2 separate regions of the Mus musculus genome follow, and region 2 is linked to region 1. The links are chromatin contacts, called in public promoter capture Hi-C maps. All regions are on one chromosome and are shown on one strand. Each heading gives the region's core, a stretch centred on a gene start, on an enhancer-like site or on the middle of the called end of the contact. The rest is flanking DNA. Distances are from core to core; before and after follow the strand shown. Region 1 holds the start of Irx3 (Iroquois related homeobox 3). Region 2 holds the start of Bbs2 (Bardet-Biedl syndrome 2 (human)).

Region 1 (2,700 bases), core at 162-2,661:
GCGCCGCCCCAGCCAGGGTCAGCTCCGACCCGGCTGCCGCGCTGTCTAAGTTTTCCAAATCGATCTCCTCATCCTCGTCGTCGTCGGCCAGCCCCTCGCCCCCCGTGTCCTCCTCCTCTCCTGCGAGCTCCTCCTCCTCCATCTCCAGCTCGCGTTTGCTCTCTTCCTCGTCTTCCTCTTCGTCCTCCTCCTCCCGCTCGCTCCCATAAGCATTGCCCTCCTCGTCCGTGCGACTACGGGGAGCCCACGTCATCTTGTTCTCCTTCTTGAGGCGCCGGCGCGCGTTGGCGAACCAGGTGGACACCTGGGTGAGGGTCATCTTGGTGATGATGGCCAACATGATCTTCTCGCCCTTGGTGGGGTACGGGTTCTTGCGGTGCTCGTTGAGCCAGGCCTTGAGCGTGCTCGTGCTTTCCCGGGTGGCGTTCTTGGGACGGGACGGGTCCCCGAACTGGTACTGGCCATAGGGGTAGAAGGCGGGGTGCGGGTGCGGGAACGCGGCGGCCGTGGCCGGATGCTGGACGCCAGGGCTGTCCTTCAGCTCATACTGAGCGCCCTGTACGCACATGGAAAAGGAAGGGGACACGCGCGCAGGGAGCGCGAGTGAGCTCCTGCCGTCCCCACCTTTATCCTCCCGCCGGGACCCCAGCTTTCTTCTGCACGCTCACCTTGCCCCACACCCCAACTCCAACCCCTCTCTCCCGGGTTTCTCTGGCTCTTACCAGCTGTGGGAAGATGGGCAGCTCCGTGGCGTAGGGCAGGAAGGCGCCGTAACCCTGAGCGGCGGCGGCGGCAGCTGCGGCAGCGGCGTAGGGTGCCCCGTACACTGATGAAAGCACATTGGATAGGGACCCAGAGGCGGCCAACTCGGAGGCTCCGGCGCCGGGACCGCTCCGGCCCCCAGCGCTACTGCCGCCTCCACCGCCGCCCGCAGCTCCCGGGCGTTCGGGTGGGTAGAGAGGGCGGATGTACTGGTATCCGAGCTGGGGGAAGGACATGGTGGCCCGCGGCGCACCTACGGACTGGGGGCCCGGACCCCCGAGCCGCCGTGCTCAGCTCCGGACCCCGGCTCCGGAGCGCATCGGGGGCTGGGCCGAGCCCGGGCCGCGCTGCGTCGCGCTCCGCGTTCGCCTATTGATCTGCTCCGCGGCGGGCGGCGGCGGCGGCAGCGGCGGCAGCGAGGAGTCAGGTCAGGTCCGAACAGATTGGCCGAGATTCCCTGGGCTCCGGGCTCTGATTGACATTTCTACGGGGCCTCAAGCCCCTCCTCTCTGCGCAGCACTCCCTCCTCTAGGCCGGGCGAGCCGCTCTGCGCTAGGCGCTCAGTTCTGCCCTCCTCTCCGGGAGCTGTGTCGCGCCTCGCTTCCTTCGCCCTCCTCTAGTTTACACTCTCCTCCTGTCCTGTCCTCTCCCCTCCCCTCGCTGCGTCCCCCCTCACCCCACCCCTGGCCGCTTCCGCTCCCGAGGCTCCTTCGCAGTCCTGGACGCTGGGAAACTGCGGTTCTTTTTGCTCTTTCTGTTTCTCACGGTTGCTTTTGCTCACCTTTCTGCTCTCTTCACTTTTCCTAGTCTGACTCCTCTCTTTTAAATCTCTTTACTCTCTCGTTCTCTCTTCCCCTCTTCCCCGGTCTCCGCACCCTGAGCTAAGGCGGCTTAAAGTTGAAGACACTTAGAACGCTGTGCGGGGGGTGTGTGTCCGCGTCAGTGTCTGTGTGTCCGTCCCCGCCCTTCCACCCCCTCCTTCACCCTTCCCCAAATCTCGAGTCTGACGTCGCGCCCTCTTATTCGACTTTTCCCTGCGTCTCCTCCTGGAGTCGCCAATCACCCGGGAGCCTTCTGGGCGAGGCGGCCCTCCCCCGCGAGTACAGAGCGCCGGGCGGGGCGGGGCGGGACTGGACTCAGTCTCTTCCCGCCCCCTCCTGCCCGCACTCGGAGGGGAGAGCCGAGACCACGAGTGGCGGCTTAGTACAGGGTCACCTAGCCCCTCAGGTCTTCCAACTCCTCAATTCTCAGCCCCCTTCGAAGCTGTAGTTCCGGGTTGGGACAGGACCCTGGACCAAGGCAGGCTTCCGGGGCTTCCCGCCCTCCCCCCCCCCCCCCCGTGGCTCCCTTTGCACTTTTCAGCTCTGGTCCCTAGGTCGTTCTCCAAAGCCTAAGCCTGCAGCTAAAAGAGTGAACGTGCTGCCTGGGAGTTGGGAGTGCTGCCTCTCCGAGCTTTAAAAGACCTATTCTGTGCTGGGTGGGGGGAGGGCGGGGGAACCCCGCAGTTTGCTACATTTACACCTCCAGGGTACCTTGTTGAGAATCCTCACAAGAAATAGTGAGTTTGGCGCCTAGGTGGTCTGGTGGAACAAGCAAGGAGTTGGTGGAGCTCCTGGCTATGGAGTGGGGGAGGAGCAGAGAAACTTAGAGCCTAGGCTCTGGGAACTTTCCGAAAGCTCTTCCGAGAAGTTTCTATGTTGGTGTGATTTTTTTTTTTTTAATTGCGACCATTCATTTCACTATCCCCCTCCCCTTTCCGCTCTCTGGTCCCCAGACCCAGCGTTTTTCTTTTGGCGAGAATTCCCCCAGAGCCGTAGAGAGTGTGCATTGTGGGGGCGGGGAGCAAGACTTTGGTTTTATGGTAGGATATTTCCTAAATCTAACTTGAAATGTGAGTGTCCAAGTGCCCACCGTCACGGATTAGTGTGTGCAGTGGAA
Region 2 (2,890 bases), core at 160-2,659, 2.3 Mb after region 1:
CAGCCTTTTTAATATTACTATTTGAATATTCGTGTGTGTGTGTGTGTGTGTGTGTGTGTGTGTGGGTATGTGTGTGTGTCCAGGCTCTATAGCACATGTGAAGGTCAGATGACAACAACTTACAAGAGTCAGATCTCTCTCCATGTTGTGTGTCCCTAGGACAGAACTCAGGTCATCAAACTTAGCAGTGCATGCCTTTATCCAAGTGACAATTGGACAAAGAACTCCCTTCTTCTAAAATTTTAATTTTGAGACAGGGTCTTCCTATGTTGCCCAGGCTAGCTTTGAACTTATGATCCCAATCTCTTGAACAGATAAAATAACAAATGTGTAGCACTACCTCAGGACTGGTAGCGCCTCTTAACTAGTAGCATCACATACCAAGACGAATGTTCAGCATTTTACTTCACCATACCAGTTTATGAAATCATAACCCATTTAAACGAATCCTTATGTTCCTGCTACGGAACCCTAGAAGTAGCATATAAGGTAACATACAACACACATGGCAGTGTCTTGAAAACTCCTTACACAAATGCAATTGTGTACCTGGCATACCTGCTGAGTCTAACAACAAGAATTCAATCTCACTTTCACAATTTCTTTTGTTTGCAAACTGGGTCTAAATCTGAATTTTTTTTTTATCTGTGACCCTGACACCCCTTTCTCAGTATGTGGCTCATAATAACCATTTAATGAACACTTAGGTTATGGGGATAAGATCTGAATGTACGTGATCAAGGACCAAAACTACAATCTGAATTTAACATTGGGTTGTTGTCCCCACCCCACCCGCTTCCTCCACTGTAAAGAGGCAAATATGGAAGAGAATCCTGGAGGCAAGCAGAGGCCCTGGGCATGAATCTGGAGTCAGCAATCGCTGCTACTCCTGGACAAGCGCTCCTTTTTCTTGAGACTTCTTTTCCCTAGGTTCCTGATCTGTCCTCAATACTGTTCAACACTGAGAACCTGGTGATAAAAAACGTCACTGCTACAAAGCTGTTCTTTGAAATCCCACTTTGATGGGACTGGAGCCAAGGACAGCGGCGACCGGTTGCCAGGCAATGCGGGCAGGGGGCGGGGCAGCGTGAGGGGCGGGATCTGGAGGAGGCAGGAGTCCGGGTGGGAGCGGTTACCTTGCCCGCTTGGGTGGCGGCAGCCAAGCACGGGTGAGTCCCGTCGTAGCGCCCTATGGCCACCATGCGGGGGCTGATTTTGTGGCGCAGTTTCAGAGTGAACACAGGCAGCAGCATGATGGCGCCAGCTAGGGGCGGAAGACAGATGCCCGACGCAGGCGCAAGGCAAGCAGCTTGGCCGGCCGGTTGCCTAGCAGCGGATGAGGAGTAGGAGGTAAATACACGCAGGACTGCGGAACGCCACAGGCCCGGCGCCGGAAGCGCAGACTAGAGCGCGATCGGTGTCGCCAACTCTCTCTACGCCTGCGCGGACCCTCCCAGCGGCAGAGCTACGCAAGTCCCAACTAGCTCCTGCGACTGCGCAGTGGCGTCGTGCCTGGTTGGCCTGCGTTCTTTGTCTGTCCTCGGACTGCGGCTGTAAATTAGTGTTAGATGAAGCCTTACCTTGGCGTCTGGGATGGCGGTGTCTAAGCCAGTACCTCCCCAGGATTCTCTGTAGCGTGTCAGCCAAGCTGCACCCCGTACACGCCACACACTATGTCACCCTTTCATTCGTTCAAGAACTAAGGCTTTACGGGGCGGATAGTTAAGTGGGTGAAGACACTTGATACCAACCCTGATGACCCGAGTTGGAAGCAGAAAACCAGCTCCAAGGACATGCACACGCACGATTAAAAAAACAAAACAAAACTAACGTTAAAGTGCTTAGTGTATCCCTTGCTTTAGCTGTTATGCCCAGGCAAACGTCAATAGTAACCCGAAAATAATAATCCCCTCAAGATAAAAGTAAAGAGTATAGTTTATTTAAATAGTTTAGGTGGTAAATATAAAGCAGTAGAGAACGATGCAAAGTTGAGGGACATGGGAAGGGAAAGAGTACTTCTCTCCCAAGTCCAGTTAAGGCGCTCCACCAGCTGAGTCAAGATTTTCAGGACAATTAGCATTTGTACAAAGTTGCTCAGCTAGAGACAACATGCCCTTTATATGAAAAGACTTTCAACTAAGAATGTTGAAAAAGCACTGAATCCTGCTTAAGTACTAAACGGACATGGCCTTTCTCCTTTGCCAGCTGTAAATCTGTAATTTGCTAGGGACCTCACAAGAAACCCTACTTAAATAAATGATGTGACTTAACTCTTTACATCCTTGTGACAAGTCGGTTCATCTTAGCAAATTGCAAACTCTACTCAAAGCACCGGTGAAGTCACCTTATAAACGTATTCATCAAAAAGAAGGGAAAGAAAGAAGAGTAAATGTGCGGGGGGGGGGGGGGGGGGGGGGGGGGGGGGGGGAGTAGAAGAAAGGAACTAGCAGGTGAGAAGGATCAGCCAGCCATAGTATGCATGAAAATGTCATAAAAGACCTGCTACTTTGTAAGCTAATTTTCAAAGTAAAACAAAAGAGAGAAAGAAGATGGGAGTGGGGTGGAATTCCTAACAGCCCATTGAGATATAACTAGAGCTACTAAGCAGTCTATGTAGCTGATAAGATACTAAGTGAGTCGTTCCCTCTTGAAACCCACATCCAAGCTTTTGGCTATGTATTATTCTATCCCTTAGCACCTATCCTCTCTTTTAAACTCCTTCCCAGCCCCTCCCCGTTATGCTTATATTATAGTATAGCATATTACATTACATTAATTATGTATGGTATATGGTGTGTGTGTGTGTGTGTGTGTGTGTGTGTGTGTAAAACAATACCATGTGTTCTAGGGACCAAACTCATGTCATCAGCCATGTTGTTTTTAACCTGCT

The links. Promoter capture Hi-C pulls out the DNA fragments that hold promoters and counts their contacts.
Region 2: a promoter capture Hi-C map of liver shows a contact between it and region 1, with 2.6 times the contacts expected there. The contact joins the promoter of Bbs2 here to the promoter of Irx3 in region 1. A contact is called at or near these places in 1 of 39 promoter capture datasets (liver) and 1 of 115 datasets of contacts at active chromatin or transcription factors (embryonic forebrain).

Annotation. Positions count from the first base shown.
Region 1 is chr8:91,800,243-91,802,942 of GRCm38.p6, forward strand. Irx3 (Iroquois related homeobox 3) reads right to left here and starts at 1,412. Exons shown (of 4, transcript NM_008393.3): 1 at 723-1,412; 2 at 1-556. The coding sequence starts at 998.
Region 2 is chr8:94,097,100-94,099,989 of GRCm38.p6, forward strand. It overlaps Bbs2 (Bardet-Biedl syndrome 2 (human)), which reads right to left and starts at 1,410. Exons shown (of 17, transcript NM_026116.3): 1 at 1,137-1,410. The coding sequence starts at 1,253. It overlaps Gm39226 (a long non-coding RNA gene), which reads left to right and starts at 2,443. Exons shown (of 2, transcript XR_879106.1): 1 at 2,443-2,890.